Linked DNA regions of Anas platyrhynchos: region 2 is linked to region 1. Evidence: chromatin contacts called from public Hi-C data. All regions are on one chromosome and are shown on one strand. The core of a region is the stretch at or near the end of the contact, and the rest is flanking DNA. Distances in the headings are between cores, read along the strand shown. Region 1 has its middle 17 kb from the start of CSRNP1. Region 2 holds the start of XIRP1 (xin actin binding repeat containing 1).

Evidence for each region. A called contact is a pair of places that touch in the nucleus more often than the background predicts.
Region 2: a contact with region 1 is called in a Hi-C map of subcutaneous adipose tissue, with 2.6 times the contacts expected there. The contact joins the promoter of XIRP1 here to the enhancer-like site in region 1. A contact is called at or near these places in 4 of 8 Hi-C or Micro-C datasets (liver, skeletal muscle and subcutaneous adipose tissue).

The regions. Positions count from the first base shown.
Region 1 is chr2:154,094,537-154,099,072 of IASCAAS_PekinDuck_T2T, forward strand. No RefSeq gene overlaps it. Among named protein-coding and RNA genes, the nearest start is that of CSRNP1, 17 kb to the right of the region's middle. Within about 2 kb of position 2,060, at least 8 of the 8 cell types and tissues checked have an H3K27ac peak or open chromatin away from gene starts, as enhancers often do. A contact at or near this core is called in subcutaneous adipose tissue, where this site is marked.
Region 2 is chr2:154,360,205-154,364,740 of IASCAAS_PekinDuck_T2T, forward strand. It overlaps XIRP1 (xin actin binding repeat containing 1), which reads left to right and starts at 2,060. Exons shown (of 8, transcript XM_038173952.2): 1 at 2,060-2,216; 2 at 3,566-3,702. The coding sequence starts at 3,575.

The DNA.
Region 1 (4,536 bases), core at 810-3,309:
ATTAAACCATTAGGAATCAAACTGGGAGGTCTGGGCAGACCTAAAATCAGGATATTTGGTGCTACGTTTGGTGCAAACAACTCTAAGGAAGGAGTTGTTGCCTTTGAGATGATTTTTTTTTTTTTTTTTTTTTTTTTTGCCTAGTTGTTCTGGCTCTCTGCTGAATTCACCTCTTTCTTGTTTTCCAGACCATGAAGAATAACGGGGGTTATTAGCGAAGGATCAACTTGTGCATTAACCTAGGAAGAACTGCAGCAAAATCCCTCTGCTCAGCAACCCTCTTCACATCCCTTCTACCCTTTCTTGGGTTATTCACCAGGTTTGGCTGAGATCATAATAAAACATCAGTGATTTCACCCAGGGACTCTGAGCCCCTGTTTTTGCGTGAATTCAGCCTTCAGTGGATGGTTGGGACAAGCCCACCTGGAGCACACAAGATTTCCAATAAAAGCTACGTTCCTATTAGGCAAACTGTGGGGTCAGTGAAGGGAGGCAGAAGAAAACACAAGAAGGCAGTTTTTGTCCTTTGATGAACTAAAACCCATCTTTTAGGAGTATTTGGGGCATCCCTCAACCATCCTCTCCCCCTGGAATGAGGACGAGCATTTGGAAATGCAGGATTTTGGTTTCGCTCCTTTTCCATTTCAACCCACTCGTGCCCTGCCTCTCTTAAGGGACACAGCGGTATTTTTGCAAAAATCCCAGCTCTTTGGGAGCGCTGTTTCTGCTCGCCAAAAGCCACTAGAGGGCATTGGCAAACCGGAGGAACGCTTACCGCACTTCTCACCGGCTGCTAAAGAAGTTTTGCGGGCTGAGAGTGATAAAAAGGCATGGATACAGCCTTGCACTCTGTCCTTTGTGTTTGCTCCCAGACAACGCCGATAAGCACCCGGGAGCTGCCTCTAGCTGCTCTTGCCCAGAGGTCTGATTGGCAACCAGATAAGCCCTGCTTAAACCCTCGGTGAGCGCAAACGAAAACGAAAACCAGCAGCGTTTCTTCAAGGCTTGCAGAAGGGCTGGAGCCCCAGCTGTGTCTGCAGCTCTTTGCTTTATCAGGCTGCCCATGGCAATGCCCCCTCTGTGCTCAGTTGTTGGCACTTCTCCTCTTCTGACAGGGAAAAAAAGCCAAACAAACTAAGAAGCTTGCCTGCCCTTTAATATTAGTGAGTGGTTCTTGCTCCTTTTAAGACAGCACGTGTGGTTTCTGCCGCGATGGCAAGTTCAGCTTCTCCCTGAAGGAGCCTAAATCCATTAAACTTGATGGGCTGACAGCTCTTGAATTTCACCTAGGAGCCAAGTGAGAGCAGCCAGCTGGTTGCTGAGATTTTGCCCTGACTGTATCTGATCAGAGGCCTTGGGGAATTTTTTATCAGTAGAGCCCCTCAAACCACTTCCAACCCCCCTTGGATGCTGAGAGGTGAAGGCGTCCAGTCCCAGCTGGCTTTGGGGTGCCTGATGCCTGGGGTTGGGTCTATCTCTGCATGCTCAGTGCCTGGGCCACGAATGGTTTTAGGGATGTCACACATGACCCCAAATTCCCCATCACTTTTCATCCAGCAGACCCAGGGACCTCCAGGGATGCTGCTGCTCCTTGGGCTGAAAACACTCGAGCACCACGTTAACAATTCAACCACATGTATGAGCGACATCCCATGCTCAGCGCTGTTCCTTGTCGGTGCTTAAGTAGCTAATAGACACAACCCCAAACATTTATATCCCAATATGACAGCAGACAAGGGCTCTTCCTGCTTTTTCCTGCAGCTGCACAACCGCCCCTGCTCTCCAGGGAGCAGCCGTGGGTTTTTCCAGGGAGAAACCTGCTGTCAGCCTGCTCTGAACTTTGCTCCTTTAACGCCTCCTCATGCAGCAGCCCAGAGGTTAAACATCACGCCGCAGCCACAGGAGCAGGAAAACAACGTGTTGGAGACTGCTCGGGATCATTATCCCATCCCCGGTGCTAAGAAGAGCCTTTCTTTCCGGGTTCCTGTGATGGGAACAGCTTGTGCTGCTCAGCCCTGATTTATGACGCAGGGTAGGAGGGTGGTGGCGGCCAGGCAGCACGCACACGGTGCTTCCCTCATGCCCTCTCGGTCTCTGAGAGCCCTGTGGGAGTGGCTTGGTCTTGAGCAGCCTAAGCAAAGCTGTAATCCGACCTTGGGAGCACGTGGAAAGCGCTGTGCTTCCCATGGGTTTTATTGCGTGACGGTACCGAGTCTCACAGCGATGTAATATCCAAGAGTATGGGGCAAAAGCCACTGGGCACGGTAATACAAGGCTCATATCTAATGTTGCCAGCCTTGTCTCCAAAGCTGGGTGGTGAGGACACAGCTAAAACCCTCTAGATTTTGGAAAATTGGTGCATCCCACGTCCTGAGGTGGAGCAGAAAAAGGAGATGCCTGTGGCTGCAAGGGACATCTGGAGTGGTCCCACCACATGCAGGGTGCTCTGGAGAGGCACGAGACTGGCTACAACGCCTTGAGCTGTTTGGTAGTGCTGTAAATGCTGAGAAACACAGCTCTGGGATCACTGAAGGGATCAAATCTAAGGGTCAGTGCTACCAGGGATGTCTGAGGACATTCCAACCCATCCTGCTGCTGCTTCGGAAGATCACAGCTCTCCTGAGGCCCCAAGTCATCCCCACCAGGATGTTCAGGCTACAGACATCTCATCCAAATGATTTCTATGATTCTATCACTTAAAGACCACAAAGTTCTCTATTTACTCCAAAGAGTAACTTAACTCTCCTCCAGCTGTGGACACACACACCAGGTGAGGGCATCCTCACCCATCCTCCAGACCCAGGCAGATCATTTAAGCCTTATTTTAATTTTTTAATAGAAAAACCCAGTGAAATGCACAATTCTTGGTCCCGTGGAGAAGTGCTTCTCCAAGCTGGAGCTCAAGCTGCTGCCCAGTAGATGGCAATGCTGCCGTTCACTCCGCAGCAGTCTCAGTGGCCTGAAGCAAACTGATGGAAATGTGCAGATCGAGCAGTATAAAAACTCCTAATAGTTGTAGCTGTGAAGGAGGAAACCTAGTTCTTTCTATTAATGGCTTATCTGAATTCTCACTCCAGCCAGCCCTCTGACAAGAGATGAATTTTCACTGCTTTCTAGGAAGAAAACGCTAGAGAGAAAACTCTGAAGCCTTACATTGACTTACATTTCTTCTCTACAATTAACATCACCCATTTCCTGAGATGCTGAGGACTTGAAGTCCCTCCGGATATGGATGGCCACAGAGGGGCCCTCACAAGGATCAGAAATCAAACAGATTTTATGCCCATGTGTAGTTTTGGTCGAATTGGTGGAGAGGACGCTTGTGGGATCCTTATGGTGTGATGAGGAGTTCTGTGATGCTGGATGTCAGTACCCAAAAAAAAATAAGGAATAACTGCAGAACATATGTATACTTATAACTGCAGAATATATATATTTTTTCTCATCCTGTAGTGTTGACAGATTAATCTCAAATGGTCCATGGGAAAATGCCAATAATTGCCAATTCTGCAGTGCCTTTTTTTTAGGCAGGCCAAGCCCATCTCCAGGTCTGAGTGAAAACCTCAGCAGCTGCAAATTTTTTCTCAACTACATGGAAAAAAAAACACTTGTATATGTGGAGAATGGGCCTGTTGCAGGGACAGAGGTCTTGAAGCCAGTGGAAACTCAAAGGTTACCACCAAGGACACTTTTTGTTGCCTTTGCTGCAGACCGGGGACAACCCTACCCCTGGTGCCGCGTTGGTTGGTAGAAACTTGTCTTTTCTTTCCATGACTGAGGAGCAATAAGAAGAGGCATTTTATTTTATTTTGTTTTATTTTTGGACCTCCAGAGCAGGCACAAGGAATTGGCGTGCAGGAGCTGGCCCTGTGGAAATGCCCCTGCTGCTGCAGAGCCACCACCCCTGCACTCGCCCTGCCCTGCAGCTCCCGGCGTGGTTTTTCCCTGCGGGAGATAAAGTCCATTCCCTTTGACAATTTTATAGCCCTTCCTGCTGAGAACAGCTCCGGGGTGTCTCCTTCCTGCCCCGTGCCAGCTCCGGGCAAGAAATGAGTCATGCTTTTTCCATAGGTTGCTCCACAACCCAGGGAGAAACACTTTCTGTCTGCTGGCCACACGCAACCTTTAACTCTTCTCGTAGGCACCGGTGCAACTCAGGAAAAGAAAACGGGAGCAGGTGATGAGTAATTCCATGCCTCCGGGTGTTACAAGCAGTGGTGGCTATACAGAGGGAAATAAAAAGTCAATAAAGAGGTAATAAAGAGGGTGAGGAAGGTGGGGAGCGTGCAGACTGGGCTGGATGGGATTTATTGGGTTCATTAAAGGAGCACCGCCATCCGCTGCCACGCAGGGCATGGATCACAGCCTGTGTGTCACCAGGTCTGGGCATGGATCACAGCCTGTGTGTCACCAGTCTGAGCACGTGTGTCCCATGCTGAGCCTGAAGCCAGCTGGCCTTCACCCTGCCCTGCTGAGGAGGGAGGCTTGCACAGCAGGAGGCTCCTGCAGGGGTAAAAAAAAAAAAAAAGCAAGGGG
Region 2 (4,536 bases), core at 810-3,309, 270 kb after region 1:
TTCCTTCCTTGGTTGTGGAAGGAAAAGGTGTTTGGGGAGCTGGTACCCAATTGAACTGGTGCCCTCTACCCTCTAAGCAGTCACCCCACTGCTGTGATTTGGCACCTGAAAGCAAGTCAACCCAATTCCAGGGCTTTTTCAGCGGGGTTTCTCTAACCAGGCAGAGTTTCTCTCCCTCCTCTTTCAGCACTGGCTACTGCACTTCCAAAAGGGAGACAAGAATCACAGCTTGTTTTCCTCTGAGCCCACCCATCCTGCTTTCAGAGGACATGGGACCCACTTCTCTCAGAAACTACTCGGTGTGAACAGTTCGTTCCCATCTTCCCACAGATGCCTGCCAAGAGAGCAAACCCAGCACACAGCTAACACCAAAGACTAAAATCACCGCGCTGAGCCAGGCCCCCAGCAGAGGCTGTAGCTGAAGAACCAGCCTAAGGCACTGTAATCCTGGCAAAAACAGTTTCAAAACACACTTTATCTAGCGAGTGTGCCTGGGAGCTACACAGAGAATTATTTCATGCGGCCTTTTTATGGAGAGAGGAACTGGATAGCGGTAGTCCCTGAAATAATTCACGGGTCTTTTAGCAGCCTCCATTACTCACTACTGGATGGACAGCAATGTTCATTGTTTCATGCTGTCAGCCCACTCTTTCCTCCCTAAATTAAATACCTAACAAGGAAGCATCTCAGCTTCAAAGCCTTGCTTTGCCCATTCAACTAAAAACCCATCCAACATCCGTCAGATTTGTCCCTTGGAAGCCCAGCAGCTGATAAAGTCACTGATATTTTCCCATCAGGGTGCAGGGCATCCTGCACACTCCTCCAAGAGCTGAATATCGTTCAGTGGAAAATTACCAGGTCAGGAAGACCCTGAGAGTGCAGGAGGAGGGCAAAGGCTTCAAGCCTGGTACACACCTGAATCTGTACAGAGCTGGGGGCGTGCTCTAGGCTGGTCCTTAGGTGCTGCTGCAACAAATGCACCTGAGATCATAAGCACCTAATGCATGAAATCAGACTCACCATACCTGCAAGGTAGAGAATAAAAGTGTTAAAGTTTCTCAGATGGGTTTAAGTGCTGGAATAAAAGCTCAGTAAAGAGTTTTCTACTTGTTCCAGTAAGATTTGGATCAGAACGCACAGAAAAGTGCAGGTTATTATTCATAAAGTGATGACAGAGGTGGTCGGTCCGTATATCCAGCTCTGTGTGTTGCCCTAACTCACCCCTAGTATCAAAGGTTTCTTGCTTAGCTTAGGCTTTTCTGGGTAAATGATTTTCCAGCTTTTGATGTTAAATGCAGCCCTTCTGGTTCATTATAAACCAACACACTATTATCTGCTCTTATTCACGCACTGCCTTTGTTGCTTGGTCAACCTTCCAGCATGTGCAGGACAAATCCCCCGAAAGAACTTCATGGAAAACCATGGATTGTCAGGTGCCAGACCAGTCCTGTTAGTGGGCACGATGTTTTTTGAGGGGTTACCTTTGCTAAACTCTGATTTTGATCAGACTTAGATGATGCATAAATTGGATCCCCACAACCAGTCCTGCCTTTTCTTGTCCCTAATAGTGAACAATTTCAATTCATTGCACCCGGACCCTCTCTCCCTGAAGTCCTGACCACCTCATTTTTGCCAGGAGGAGCAGTGCATGCCCTAGAGCTGTTAACAGTCTGGAGAGATTTCCTTTCTTATGGTTCAGGCAAAGCCTCCTCAGCAAAGTCACAGGCATTTGGGACCATAAGATGCGCTGAAAAACCTTCCTGGTTTGGAGGATGAATGTATGACCTTTGCCAGAAACATCCACTTTAAAATCCCCATGCTGAGGAACTAATTTCTGCTCCACCTCAGACAAGGATTCCAGCAGATTTACACCCAAATCAGAGCCTTGCTGTGGGTCTAGATGGCTATTCATGCCCCAGCTGGGCTCTGAATTTACTCGGTGGTTTTACAGGGAAGGATGAGACCTTAATATTTGGCAACAGGCTAGCAGGAGCAAGGAGGAGGCTTCAACTCCTCCGCTCTTCAGTGCCAGCTCTCCAATTCACACCAGCTCCAATCACACATCAGCTTTTAATATTTAATTGCAGCTTTGCCAAGGGACTTTGCCTCCTGTCTTGTAAAGGAGGGGATGAAAAAGGAGTCAGAAGCGTGGTACTGAAGAGCCCCAAGGAGACTATCAAATGGCAGATCTCAGGTGGAGGAAAGCACTCTAGCATGTAAGTGATTTTACACCAAAAAAAAACAACCCTCCCAGATCAGAGGAGATGGAATGAATTAATATCAGTAAGCCCTTGGTGACTGGGGGGTGCTGTGCTGGTTGTGGGAACAGTTCAGGGTGGGCTGAGAAGTGTATTTCCATTTACTGTGCCTACAGTATTGAAGAAGAGGGGGGCATAAATGAAAAATCAGGGAAGGCTTCCCTTCTAATGCGTTTATCCTGCCATGAAGTAAATCCCCCAGGGGCTCTTCACGTGGAGTTGTTTAACATTAGACACAACCGCAAGAATGGGGAATGATCCCTGGACTGTGGGAGGTGGGTGTCTGTGATCTAAAGCTGTCTCTTCTCTAACATTGTGTGAAGTGACCTGGGGAAAAAATAAATAAAAGGAGGGATACAAAAATAAAAAATAAATTTAAAAAAAAAGAGGAATTTCTAAAGCAAATAGTGAGAAATATACATCCCTCTTCCTGGTCTTGATTTCAGATATGTTAAAAGGGGAAGGCGGTGATTCATAAGCTGCTGAGTATCACCCCAACCCCCCAGAAAAAAAATTGACCAGATCTGCAAGTGCAATAGAAATCATTTATGAAACATATTATGCAAGCAACACAGCTTTTAAAACAAGTATTTTCAAAATCTCAGTGCAAGTATCTAATAATCCCATGGTTTGGATGTCTGTGTCAGTAATTAAAGAGCAATTACGTATAACTTGTAGGTCCCTTGAGCTCTATCTAAATTCAGAAAATGAGCCCCAGATGACCTAATGTACTTCCAAGTGTCAGATCAGTCATCACAAATCCACTGCCTGAGACTTCTGCTGTGCCTTTCTGAAGCCTGGAATACAAGAACATTTTTGGCAGAAGAGGGCAAGAGGTGCTTAATCCTCCAGTTACTGCTTAATTCAGAGCTGATTCATGTCTACACAACACTGGAGACATTAAATATATATATATATCCATTTATGATGCATACACATAATTTCCATCAAATTACTTTAAATGATTTAAAGCTGAACCTTTTTCTGGTTCTTTCCCTTTCTCTGTCACAAAGCTGGACTGGGTGACTAAGGGGAATAAGAAAATTGATGGGCAAAGGTGGAAAAGACCCATTCCGTGCATTAGGAGTAATTTGACTTAAAATGCATCTTCTTAACCCTATTTTATTTTTTCAAAAGTGAATTTATGTCCTGAGCTTTTCTGATGTATCAGTGAAGAAAGAGTTTGTTCCATGGCCTTTTACTGCTTTCCTGACCCCAAGAGTGGAGAAGGATGCACTAGGGATTGGCTTTCCATGGATCTCACATCCAGCACCATAACATTTACCCTCTTGTTCCAACACCTGCAGACAGAGGACATGGAAAAAGCTGAGAAGCTGCGGCCAGCTCAGTCCCTCCCTTTTCTGTGCCATTCTCCAAGAGGCATCCCAGAGCACGAAGCAGTTCCTCTGAGAAAATCAGTGTCTGTCTCCGAACTGGTTGCCAGGTGGGTGGCTATTCTACAGCTGCAGATGACCATAGACCTCTGGAGCTCTCCAGGGTGGACTCTCCTTCCTCCATATCCATAACAGATGTCACTCAGATAAAGTCTTTCCCAGGTACAGCATCCCAGCATTTCACATCTCAAGCTAGAGGCAAGTAGTTTTCTGCCCCAAGTGCTCTTATCTGTTCTACATTATTGATGCATTATTTAGTTTTGGAAGCCAAGTCCTGATCTAAACCCCAGATCCACACAACAAACTCGCCCGAAGACAATGACATGGAGTAATTTGCCCTATAACCCAGTGACAGGAACATTCCCAGGTGGATAATTAAGGCTTTTAATCTGCATAGTCTCTAAGGTACCATAAGGGAAACCAGCAAAGGCTGGAGGGATGAGCTGGTTAGGAGACAAGAGGTGTATGGGCATCTCATCCCACTGTGTTTTCTCTTGAGTGTTTCTAATGAACATGCTCCAAGTAGAGTCATGTTTCAACCCTAGCCCTTTAAGGGATAATTTCTCTCTTGGTTATAACCCATAACTGAGATCAGATCTCAGCTCTGCCAAGGGTGAGACAAATAAGATTAGCAATGGTACCCTCAGCGCATCTCCCTCAACGTGAGTGACAGAGCTGCTGTCAAGACGGTCTCTTGAACTTCCCCTTGAGACAGTTTAGTTCTGAATATCCCAAAGCTGGTCAATCTTCAGTATAAAAAGCCATCTATCTAGCAGGGTCTTGGAGAAAGCTGAAACAATGAGAAGGAAGGTGGTTTCTTCTGCAGAGGTCTCATTCACCACCAGTGTTATGTTAGGGCAGCTAGTGGCTTGATAAACCCTTTT